Regions from separate parts of the Zea mays genome. Here region 2 is linked to region 1. The links are chromatin contacts, called in public Hi-C maps. All regions are on one chromosome and are shown on one strand. The core of a region is the stretch at or near the end of the contact, and the rest is flanking DNA. Distances in the headings are between cores, read along the strand shown. Region 1 holds the start of LOC100383590. Region 2 has its middle 83 kb from the start of LOC103653231.

What was found. A called contact is a pair of places that touch in the nucleus more often than the background predicts.
Region 2: a contact with region 1 is called in a Hi-C map of ear, with 2.7 times the contacts expected there. The contact joins the enhancer-like site here to the promoter of LOC100383590 in region 1. A contact is called at or near these places in 6 of 25 Hi-C or Micro-C datasets (bundle sheath, ear, leaf and 1 more).

The regions. Positions count from the first base shown.
Region 1 is chr4:48,126,970-48,130,277 of Zm-B73-REFERENCE-NAM-5.0, forward strand. It overlaps LOC100383590, which reads left to right and starts at 1,601. Exons shown (of 7, transcript NM_001176238.1): 1 at 1,601-1,904; 2 at 1,996-2,041; 3 at 2,131-2,245; 4 at 2,450-2,517; 5 at 2,653-3,300. The coding sequence starts at 1,822.
Region 2 is chr4:48,355,613-48,358,920 of Zm-B73-REFERENCE-NAM-5.0, forward strand. No RefSeq gene overlaps it. Among protein-coding and RNA genes, the nearest start is that of LOC103653231, 83 kb to the right of the region's middle. Within about 2 kb of position 1,574, at least 17 of the 20 cell types and tissues checked have an H3K27ac peak or open chromatin away from gene starts, as enhancers often do. A contact at or near this core is called in bundle sheath, ear, leaf and 1 more, where this site is marked.

The DNA of each region.
Region 1 (3,308 bases), core at 351-2,850:
TATTGCACCGGACGCATGATGGCTAATTACTTACCTTATTTTTAGTGTAATCGGATCGGATACGGGACGGATACTACTTAGGGCCTGTTTGTTTACCCCCAGATTATATAATCTGGATTAAATAATCCTAAGAGGCAAACAAACAGTCTAGCTTATTTGTCCAGATTATATAATCTAATCCCTTGGATTATGATAATACATAAGCAAGTAAGGAGGTACTTATTTCAGATTATTTTTTTTCCCACTTCCCCACTACCCTTTCAAGTTTCCTAGAAATTACCCATCATTGCCATTATAATCTACCGAATCGTTTTTGCGCCTATCGGATCAGAGAAGCCCGCCGCCCAACAGAAACACGCCAGATAATCTAGGTAAACAAACAGGACTACTCAGATTATATAATCCAAATTATATAATCCAGATTATATAATCCTCCAAAAATAATCCAGATTATATAATCTATTGGGGTAAACAAACATGCCCTTATTCTATATCTATTCTCATATTTTTCTCTTTCTTCGAATTCAGATTGAGTTGTGTCGGATAAAATTTAAATAGATAACGATATTTTAAATATTTAATTTTAAGAATACAGATATGGATAAAGATCAGACACAGTAAGTTAGTAGGCTCAAGCCTCTAAAACTAATAGCCAGTAACATTTGGTAGCTAAAAGTAACCGAAAAGTTAGACCAACCAATGTTTAGCGATATCCCGAATAACCATTAGCAGTTAGCTGCAAGGTGTTTGGTTTCTAGCGACTAATTTTTAGTCCTACCATTTTATTTTATTTTAGTTTCTAAATTGCTAAATACAGAAATTAAAACTATATTTTAGTTTCTATATTTGAAAATTTAAGGACTAAAATGGTATAAAATGAAGGGACTAAAAATTAGTTCCTAAAACCAAACACCACCTTAGTTAATAACTTACATAGTATTATGTGGTTGACCAAGGATTAGCTCCATAGGTTTGGAACAACGCCTTAATACCAAACTTCAAACCTTTGACAAAATAATTTGGCTAATAAATTACCAAGGCTACATGTGTCATGTCACACGATGCATGGTTCCTCGTTGACTGTTACTCCTTGACTAATAAAACCGAAAAAGGGAAGGAAAAAAAAGAAGGAAAGACAGGAATATCGTCGTGCCACATGATCCGGTCGGCCAGGCTATGCGCAAACCTTCCGTCAATACATAACTTTAATCTGCCGTGGCACTAATAAGCAGGCAGCAATGTATTACTACAACGTCCAAATGCGAGAGCCGTGCGTGGTCCCTCAGGCACGGTAGTTCTATGCGTTCCTCGAAGAGGAAAACGATGAAGCAAGTGAACACAGGCCCCGGATCGCTGCCTAGCAAGAGACCAGGCATGTCCACTATGGGCAGGCGCGGAAGGCAGAGACAAGCTCCCCCTACTGGGAATGGGATGGTCTCTTTCTTTCTTCCCCCAAACATCTCCCTTCAAACCAGCGAAGGGACACCAACCAAGCACCACTGCCTGCCCACAAAACCACACACAGACACAAGCACAGCCACTTGCACACAGCACGCACCCCACTCCCCAGAGAGAGAAAAAGAGAATGCATACACAAATCCACGAGTTGGCATGCCGCTACTGCTGTCCTCTCCCCCCTCCCAACCCCGTGAGGCCACGAACGCAGAGGCCATGGCCAAGATATATATATAATCACTAGGACTAGCTGAGAGCTTCGCTTCTTCAGAGCTCAGGAGAACCCACGGGGCCGCGGGGACGGAGAGAGACACTAGCGCCTGTGCAAGCAAGCAAGCAAGCAAAGCGAGCGAGGTTTGCACAGCGATGGCGTGTGGGTCGCGAAGTCGTCGAACCAGCGAGACGGTCGACGAGTACGAGAAGCTGGTTCTCAGAATGAACCCTCCAAGGTTGTTTTTCTTCCCCCCAACCCCATTCCTTTTGCTGTGTCGTCGCCCTCTTCTAACCGTGCCTGCTTCTTGGCCGTTTGGCACCCCGCAGGGTCACCGTGGACAACGACTCCGACATGACTGCCACCTTGGTGAAGGCAAGCGCCGCCGCAGCTCTGCAGAGCTCTTCTTATTGTTTCTTCTCCTCTCTCTTAGCGGGTGTTCGTTCGATCTCTGCCTGCTGCAGGTGGACAGCGCCAACAAGTACGGGACCTTGCTGGAGGTGGTGCAGGTGCTGACCGACCTCAAGCTGACCATCAACCGGGCCTACATTTCCTCCGACGGCGAGTGGTTCATGGACGGTGAGTGCCGTTGCCTCCCTCCCTGCCGTCCCTGGAAAGTTTAGGAAGATAGATGAGAGAAAGAAAGATAGTGCCTTTCGGGGGTGGTGATGCAATGCAATTATGCAAAGCCTAGCTTTTGCTTCGGTTGTGTAATCTTTCTATCCTCCCCCCGATCCTGATGTGTGGTGGGTGTGTGTGTGGCCTTGTTTCGCCTTTCTGCAGTGTTCCATGTCGTGGATCAGGATGGGAATAAACTTTACGACGGCCAAGTCATCGACAGAATTGAGCAGGTAAAGTGCACATGTCCCTGTCGCTGGCTGTCTGGCTGGCTGTTCAATTCAACGCCAGCCAAGAACAGAACGAGCGCAGAGCAACCTGCGGTTCAGTTAGCTTCGGTTTTGACGATCCGGTTCCGTGTCGTTCAGTCTCTGGGAGCGGGGTCGCTCAGCTTCCGGGGCCCGCCGGAGCGGCTGGTGGCCGTGGAGGCGGAGGCGGAGGAGGCGCAGACCACCATCGAGCTGGTGGGCAGGGACCGGCCGGGCCTGCTGTCGGAGGTGTTCGCGGTGCTGGCCGACCTCAGGTGCAACGTGGTGGCGTCGGAGGTTTGGACGCACGACGGCCGCGTGGCGGCGCTGGTGCACGTGACGGACGCCGACACCCTCGGCGCCATCGACGACCCGGCGCGTCTGGACACGGTCAAGCGCTTGCTCCGCCACGTCCTGCGCGGGAGCAGCCGCGACAAGAAGGCCGCCCGCGCCGCCGTATCGTCGGCGCGCGTGGAGCACGCGCCGCGCCGCCTGCACCAGATGATGCAGGCTGACCGGAGCGCCCGCCGCGAGGGCGGGGGCGACGGCGACGGCGAGGAGGAGCGCGAGCGCGGCGAGGCGTCGGGCAACGGCAACGGCGTGCCGGTGGTCGCGGTGGAGGACTGCGCCGAGCGCGGGTACACGCTCGTCAACGTGCGGTGCCGCGACCGGCCCAAGCTGCTGTTCGACACGGTGTGCACGCTCACCGACATGCAGTACGTGGTCTTCCACGGCACCGTTATCGCCGAGGGCTCCGAGGCGTACCAGGTACGTAC
Region 2 (3,308 bases), core at 324-2,823, 230 kb after region 1:
GGCCCCGAGGGTATGCAGGGTATGCGACCGCTCAGGGCCCCCAAGGTCCGTAGGGTCCCCGTTTATTCAGCTTATATCCAAATACATATATGTTACAGATAAATCTCTATTCTCGTTATTTTGTTGCGTCTCTTTGATTTTCTGGCAACCCATCTCTTCGAGGTCACGCAACAGTCTGCTTGGACGAATACTAAATATTGATTGAAGTGAGAAGGACAAAAGGTGTTGTACACTTGTGCTTGTCGCGTTGTTTAATTCTAGCCTACGCCGACCCTAATAACCTATGTTGCTTAATCATTGTTTAGTTTGTTGAACTTTGTTTTCAGAAAATTTGCTCTAATGTATTTAGATTTGGTTTACCGTGCATTTTAAGGTTTAGGTTAGTTTGACAAATTAAAAGTAAAAATACTCGCTCTCAAAAGTCAAACCAAAGGCAGAGTTATATAATTTTACGACTCATAAATATTGTAACAGTGTCTCCTGTCATATCATTTTGAATAAAATTGTGTAAATTATCAACTTTTTTATTTTTCAGATATTATTTAAAAGTTAAAAAATAGTAAATTTAAATTTTCATATAAGGCCTTCATATATATTATTGCTTAGGGCCCCCGAAATGTCAGGACCGGCCCTGGTCCTCCACGAAAATCTAAAGCGAAATCATAGAAGACTAAGTTGGATATAGCGTGTAGGTGTGGTGATAAGAAACGTACGTACTGGCCTCGGTTACAAAAGGAAAGAAGTCATTCTGGCCTCGGTTACAAAATCAGGGACTGTTAAAGGTTAACGGGACTAAAATCATTCTCCAACTAAGGGCTTGTTCGTTTCACCGTTAATCCATGTGGATTGGGTGGTATTGAGTCGGTTTAAATCCATAACAAGTCAAAATCTATCCCAATCCATTTCAATACACATGTAATTGGAATAACCGAACAAGAACTAACTGTATGTCCGTCCTTTTTTCCACTCGCACTACCTGCCTGCCCGATGACGCTGCACTGTAGTCTGTATCGCTGCAGCACCACACAAAGAATCGATCCTCCCCCAAAGAATCTGTATCTCATCTACATCTACTGCATGCTGCTCCAGTACACGAGATCCGCGAAGCATGACCGTGAATACCACTTATGTTCCTAAGAAAGGTTTCACGTCTCTATATAAAGAGATATATATTATACCCTTTATAAGAGAGTAGAAGATAGAAAGAGGGCAGAGACATAACCATACATATTGTGTCTCATTTGTTCTCTAAGTGTGTATTGCTGGGAAAGGGAACGAACTTCTATGACTTTTCACGTCCCGACTGCTGACGGGAGGGAAGTGAACGAATCTGATGATCCATGATAATATAGTCCTTGACACAAAGCAACAGCGAGCCAATGACGCTGGAAGCCAAGTTGGTGGACGAAGCAGCTTGAGGCTCGGGGTCTAGCTGCTAGCTGTTATAGAGTGAGAAAAAGGGACAGTCGTGAGCCAGGTTCCCACACTTTTGGACCAACACCAACACGGGCAGACCTTAGGGGAGACATGTCACGTCGAGTTAGGTGGCACGACCTGTTGTGGTTTGGGCTAGCCCGCTTGGCCCATCGCCTGGACCAAACTGGCGGGCTCCTATTCCGAGTCTTTGTGGGCCTACTGCACTGTCCTACTCAGCTCAGCCGCGCTATCAGGACAATAAGTTTGTCCAAGCAAGCTCTAGCACATGCATAAACTACTTTTTATAACCTGACATATCTCCAGACTAGTAAAGTCAATGCATGTGCCTTGCTGTCAACGAAGATGCCACTTTTCATCGAAATAATTCCGCGAAAAAATGAAAAAATCAAAGCCATATTTAAATTATATTGTATTCTAAATGATGTCACGTTAAAAAGTAATAATAAAGATGAATTTTATTTGAATGAGACGAGTGAGTCAAACTTAGGTTAAAAAAGTTAAACTAATTATAAATTGTAACGGAGCGAGTACAAGCAACCATGTCAAAGTCAATGATTTAAAATCGGAATGAACATATTTCACCACAAAGTAACTCATTACGCAAAAAAATCATATATAACCTCTTTGAAATCCATGCGTTGTAAAAGCGGACTCTCCGATGGTTTTTTTCCCCTGTTGTTTTCTTTGTGCTACTAGAGTAGATGTAGGTCCGAAGAGGGGGTTGATATGAACAGACAATGTGCTGCAAGTTGGATGGGAGAAAACACCTTTGTGTAGTGAGGAAGGGACAGAGCGGTCCATCTTATGCGTGCTGCGCAATAGCCGAAACCTCACGGAAGGCATGGCCAAGATTTTGCCAATTATGGCCATGGGATTCGGCTGCTGCTATCGTTCTTATCCGACTAGATCTGCATGCTCTATTTAAAGGATCTTATTCTGGACCACCATATGTGTTGATTTTATTTTAATATATGTTTAATTATCTGTATGTGGAGGCGTGAGTTATACAAATAGATGTAAAATAAGTTATTTTAATATTATCTGTCTGCATGTGCTTGTACGGCAGAAATCGTCGTATCTGGCTGACCGGCTACGCGCGAGCTCGCTGCTTGGCCACTGTGAACCAATCAGTATATTTGTTGCATGCATCGGTTGTTGCCGATCAAGGGGTTCGGACACTAGTGGTAACTGGTAGTATGGTATGAAGATTGTGCATTGCTACGTTTTTATTTAAACTTTGTTTTAATAAATCATAAAAACATTTGTTGTGTTGATTGGGTGGACGTGAATGTGAAACCAAAATCCATAAAACTCAAACCTCCATTTGTGTATAATATTACTCTATTTTTGCATAAAGCAGGAAGAGCAAGGGTGAGGCACGACAATGGTGAAACTGTATGTTGACGCCTTTTCGGAGCGCCAATCACTCAACAAGAACCGGCGGCGGTGCTCTCTGGTCAGGCACGGACGGTCCGCGGCACAGGGCCGGACGGTCCGCGACCTGGAGTAGGGGCAAAGGTTCCCTGCCTGACAGCCGGACGGTCCGCGCCCTGGGGCCGGACGGTCCGCGCACGAGGGGCGGCGAAGGTCGTCGGCGGCGCCTAGATCTCGCTCCCGGGAGGGACCCCGTCGGGGAGGAGAGATCCTAGGTGGTGTCTAGGCTCGGGCCGGCCGACCTAGACTCCTCTAATCGGCGTAGAGTCGAAGAGAGGCGAAGAATTTGGGGATCGAGAGGCTAAACTAGAACTAGACTAGAACTACTCCTAATTGTGCTGGAAATAAATGCGAAATAGAAGTGATATTGGTTCGATTGTTGGGGGTTTTAATCGGTCGTAGTTCTTCATCTATATAAAGGGGAGATCTGGATCCGC